Linked DNA regions of Mus musculus: region 2 is linked to region 1. The links are chromatin contacts, called in public promoter capture Hi-C maps. All regions are on one chromosome and are shown on one strand. The core of a region is the stretch at or near the end of the contact, and the rest is flanking DNA. Distances in the headings are between cores, read along the strand shown. Region 1 holds the start of Prxl2c (peroxiredoxin like 2C). Region 2 holds the start of Spata31d1c (spermatogenesis associated 31 subfamily D, member 1C).

Evidence for each region. Promoter capture Hi-C pulls out the DNA fragments that hold promoters and counts their contacts.
Region 2: a contact with region 1 is called in a promoter capture Hi-C map of stem cell-derived epiblast-like cells, with 3 times the contacts expected there. The contact joins the promoter of Spata31d1c here to the promoter of Prxl2c in region 1. A contact is called at or near these places in 5 of 39 promoter capture datasets (cranial neural crest, embryonic stem cells, hippocampal neurons and 2 more), 2 of 115 datasets of contacts at active chromatin or transcription factors (bone marrow-derived macrophages and embryonic stem cells) and 1 of 9 other capture datasets (liver).

The regions. Positions count from the first base shown.
Region 1 is chr13:64,311,316-64,314,015 of GRCm38.p6, forward strand. Prxl2c (peroxiredoxin like 2C) reads right to left here and starts at 1,395. Exons shown (of 6, transcript NM_025370.3): 1 at 1,178-1,395; 2 at 952-1,020. The coding sequence starts at 1,369.
Region 2 is chr13:65,031,796-65,034,495 of GRCm38.p6, forward strand. Spata31d1c (spermatogenesis associated 31 subfamily D, member 1C) reads left to right here and starts at 1,263. Exons shown (of 4, transcript NM_001083890.2): 1 at 1,263-1,470; 2 at 2,127-2,169. The coding sequence starts at 1,294.

The DNA of each region.
Region 1 (2,700 bases), core at 145-2,644:
TGTGGGTATCTGCCAGCAGATGCATGTACAAAAAAAACCCAAACAACCCAACAACAACAACCCCCCACATCACATACACACATAAACGCACACATACACACACACTGGGAAATGTAATCAGTTATGAAGAATGAGGTAATGTTTATGAACTGCAGGAAATGAGTGGAAATGGACATTATGCCAAGTCAAACAAGCCACAGACAGACAAATATAGTATTGTTTTCTCTCACATGCAGAACTAGGCTTAAGTTTATATGCACATATTTATGTAGAGTAGAAAGGGTGTTGTGAGGATGAGGTCTAGATGCATGAGGGAATGAGAGGGTAAAGGAATATTAAGAAGACAAAGATGACCAGTGTGGCTCTGGAGGAGGGAAGCAGCAAGAAGGGGTGACCACATATAATAACAGAATAGGCATGTATGAAAATATCACGAGACCCATTTCTCTTTATGCTGAGTAACTTATGCCAACAATATTAAAAATGTTTACAACGCAAAGATGCTTCAGTGTATTATAAACAAAAGGAATAGAAGGGCAGGCAGAAGTTTTTAATTTTTTCCTCACTCATCCTGTAAATGTGTGCTGAAAATAGATCTTAGTTTTACAAATGCCCAGTGTCTTCAGTTACAAAGCTCTTCTGGCGACTGAAGAAAAACGCAAAGCTGCACTTTTAATATACGTTACATTTTCCTATAATGGATTACTATTTGGGTTGTAAACACAGTTGCTGTCTGTGTTTTGATTTTTTGCGTTCTTACGCAACATTTTGACACAGGCATTTTTACCAGGTAAAATTATGGTAGTCCGATCCCAAGAGGGCGCAAAAGAGCGCATTAGGACAGAAATAGACCCCCGTGGGTCTCAGCAGCCCCAGAGGATGAAGGAGGGGCCACCCACCCACAGCTCACCCCCACTGCATCGGCCGCTGTTGCTCACTCGGGAAACTTACTCGGAGGACGCTCTTGGGGATTTTGGCCAGATCTTCGACATATTCTTTACAGACGTAACACAAGAAATGCTGAAAGGCAACCATGCAGAAGAGCACGTCAACAAGGTAGCAGCCAGGTTCCAGAAGGTCCGGGCGGTCGGTTCCAGGCGAGGTGCTGCACCCGCCGCGGCCCAGGATCTGGGCGGCCAACGAGAGGCACTTCCCCTCCCGCCCTACCCGTGCTCACCCTCACAAACACCACCACGGCTCGCCGCTCTCGGAACAGCGCTCCGAACGTCACCCGTCTCCCAGACGCGTCCAGCACGGGCAGCTCCGCTACGGCGGCCGCTAGCGGCTGCCCGCGCTCTGTGACCGAGCCAGCCGGGCTCGGGACCCGGCCTGCGCAGCCGCTGACCTGCCGCGTCACCGGCGCGGCCATCGCGGAGGAGGGCGACCGCTCAGGTCAGCCACCGACCGCGGGGGGCGGGGTTAAGGGGGAGGGGCGGGGCTGAGACTGGAAAGGCGGGGTCACGAGGGTGAGGAGGGGACTGGAGGCGGGGCCACGCGGGGCCGACCCTTCGGAGGCGTGGCCACAAGGGACGCTACGGAGCTACAGAAGGAAAACACTCCAAACCGTTCTTCCAGTTTGAATACCAAGGGAGGGGACAGTGCTATGGGAGGTGCGGCTGAGGCACTCCCTCTTTCTACTGCCTACAACACTTTCCAATAAAAATCATATTCTTTACAGTCGTAACACAGGAAATGCTGAAGAAGGACTGGAAAGATAGATCAGGGGTTAACAGCCCTGGCTTATCTGGTAGAGAACCAGGGGGTTCAGTTTCCAGCATCCACATAGCAGCTCACAACTCTAGTCTCAGGGTATCTGATACTCTGGCACCCACAGTAGGCACTGTTCAGAGTGCCTACTGCTCTGAAAGAGGACCCAAGTTAGATTCTCAGTTCCCACATCAAATGTTCATAACTGCCTGTAACTCTTGACACTTTCTTGGGGATTCTGCAGGCATCTGCACTCACACAGAAAGAGTGACAGAGGAATGGAGAGAGAGAGACAGAGGAGGAGTGGGTGGGGAGGAAGAAATTAAAAATAACAGTTCATTAAAATTTTTAGATTAATAGCTGAGGCTGTGGTGGTGCACGCTTTAATTCCAGCACTTGGGAGGCAGAAGCAGGCAGATGGCTGAATTCGAAGCCAGCCTGGTCTACAAGACAGGTCTAGGACAGCCAGGACTACACAGAGAAACCCTGTCTCAAAAAAAAAAAAAATAACAAATAAAACTTAAATTACATTTTATTTATTTTGTGTGTGTGTGTGTTGTCTCTTTGTGGGTATATACAAGTTCCTCTTGTGTGTGGAAGTCGAAGGACTTTTGGAAGTTGGCTCTCTGCTTCCATCGTGTGGATCCCAAATATTGAACTCATGGCAAGTGCATTTATCTACAGTGCCATCTCCCAGGCCCAGCACCTGGCATTTGTAATCACCGCCTTACATTTCCCATTCTGTATTCCCTTTTCCCAGAGAAGCCACTTCAGCTGGTTGTGGGTCTTTACCCGATACAGTGACCAAACTCATTTCCATTGTCTTTAAACATTCTATGGGACAGCCTGTTTTCCAGACACTTCCTTAGTCCCCTGTTCTCCTCAGTAATCAGGACCAGTCATTGTAGGCAGAGCAGTAAGTCCCTTCTATGCCTGTTTCTTCAAAGGAGACCACAGAAACAAATAAAGCACGCACAAAGAGTGCATACAAGA
Region 2 (2,700 bases), core at 13-2,512, 720 kb after region 1:
AGCTACAGTGGGGACATCCTTTGTCACATGAGTCCCTACCAATCAGCTAACCAACCAAAACCGAAACCAAAGTAAACATCTGCTGACGACCTGAGTGTGGTGGTGTATATCTATAACTCCAGCCCTTGAAAACCTGAGACAAAAGAATTGCTTACAAGGTCGAGGACAGCCTGGGCTATATGGTGAGACCTAGTTTAGCTTGGACTATAAAGTGAGAGTTGTGTTAAACAAAACATAAATGCCACTTGATGTTCACAAAGCTAAGGGTTAGAGACAGGCAGCAGATACAGATGTATACATACCACTATTTCCAGGTAGGAAAAAGCTACCTGGAAATTTGGTGAAGGATGGATGTTCAGAGTTCAGAGGATGGTTGTTGAGGGGGGAAAATTGAAAAGAAGTTTAGTTATCTGTGAAATCTTGGTCTACCCAAAGCTTCAATCACTCCAGAAAAGTAAATGGAATATCCCACTAGCCCAAGAGGTTTGAAGTTTGTATACACATCTTTTAGTTATGTTAGTTTTGTAATTCAGCCTGTCCTTCTGACTGAAGCAAAGTTTGCTATGGTATATTCACAAAAGTAAATGTATGAGGAAATACTTTTGTTGTATAGCTGGATTCGGAAAAAGAGCCATTCTGTAGAGAAGAAATATTATATTTGAGCAGTGGTTCTCAACCTTCCTAATGCTGTGACCCTTTGATACAGTTCTTGTGGTGACTCCCAACCATAAGATTATTTCATTTCTATTTCTATAACTGTACTTTTGCTACTGTTATTAATCACAATATAAATATCTGACATACAGAATATCTTGATATGTGACCCCTGTGAAAGGGCAATTTGATATCCAAGGGGGTCACAACCCTCAACTTTGAGACTGCTGTGTTAGAGGGAGGACATTTGTGCTGCTGAGACTAAATATCTGGCCCAAAGCTAAACTTCAAGGCATCCTTTTGGACACTCTAGTCTGGAGAACTGAATGACTCCAATTCAAGAGCTGCAAACACTAAAGGGGAATGGGTTGGCATCCAGATTACAGAGGTAACAAGAAAGTTCCCTGAGGAACATAAAGTGAAGTAAGGAAGGAGGGGTGGAAACAGAGCAGCAGTCTCAAGCAGAAGTCAGTGAAGGAGCTTGGAGGAGGGGGAGGGAGGATCTGAGGGCTCACCCTTCTCTCTGTCCTCACAAACCCTCTATGACTCTCCCTTGCTCTGTGATGCAGACCTAGGCCTACAGTGAGGCCCATGCAATCTCAGAACTCATATACCTCAGGCATCCATGAGACTCAGTGTATGGAGAACATCCTCTCTTTTCTAAATAGATCATGGTTAGGCTTTGGATCAGCATTCTTGGATATTGGCTCCAATTACATCTTTCTGAGTGGAGTTTGGTCTATTCTTCTATACCTGTGGTATTTGATACTGAAACAATTCTTCCCACCACCTTGGAAAAGTCAGGACATCAAAAAGGTGAGGATGTATGATGAACCCCCAAGAGATATTTTTTATTGATGTACTACAGAACTCAATGAGTACTGGATTTAGTACTGGATGAGCCTGTCTGTCTCAGAAACATGACTGATATGGGACACTGGGGAGAGAAAAAAACATTGCTGTCCTAGGGCATGAGTCCTGGCATGGGAGGAATACAGAGAGGACTAAAGTTTTCACTTAAATATTCAAAGGAGAATAGCTTCTCCTGCTGAACACCTGAATGAGAATCCCAGGCTTATTTCTCACCCTGCATGTAGATTTACCCAACAATCAGCCAGGTTGAGCTGGTCAGGAAAGCAGTGCTGACTTCTTGAAGGCTCTGAGAAGAACCTGAAACTCAAGCTTTGTCCCACTGGACAATCCTGTCTCCAGAAAAGCACAGATGTTGCTGCTGGCCTCAACTTTCTAACTGATAACTCCAAGTATAGCTCTTACAGACAAAATTCTCCTTTAATTTCCCAAAGAAGGAAAAAGAAAACATCAGGTCACCTCCAAAAGTTAATTTAAGAAAGAACTAAATTTCATTAACTGAACAAATGTCATAATAATCTTGGTTTATGAAATCTGGGTTTCTTCAGAAAATAAACATGAGGGAAAATTCTAACACCTTGTTCATTTCTCTATGTCCACAGTACCAGGGCTCAGCTAACAAAGAAAGGAGGAAGTCACTTAAAGGTAGGTATCTATCTGCTGGATCTCCTCTTCCCAGTTTACCATCCTGTCATTTCCATAAGGTCTTAGGTCTATGATCTGAGGATGTAAAGTTGCCAGATAATTAACTGACAAGAAATAGTTCTCAAAGGAGAGACTCACTGGAAGGCAGCGTGATAAACATACCAGAGTCAGTTCCCTCTCTGCACTCCTGTGGACATGAAGCTGACATGCACTATCAGGAGAGTGTGTTCCATGTATACAGTGAGCACTGGATAAGTCCAGGGAGCACTACGTGTTTGTTTGGTTGTTTGGTTGGCTGGTTGTTTTAGAGCCACACATTCCTGCCTTCTGGTATGATACACATGCTTAACATGTAGGTGCCCATACACCTCTGAGGAAACTAAGGCCTGTGTGCTTTATATGGTGTTTTAAGTATCATCACATGGGACAATGTAGATAAAGATTTTTTTGTATAAAGACACATAACATGTGAGCCATCTTAGTGACAATTTGACCTTGTCTGTTTACTTTAATAGCCCAAGTATTTTCCTT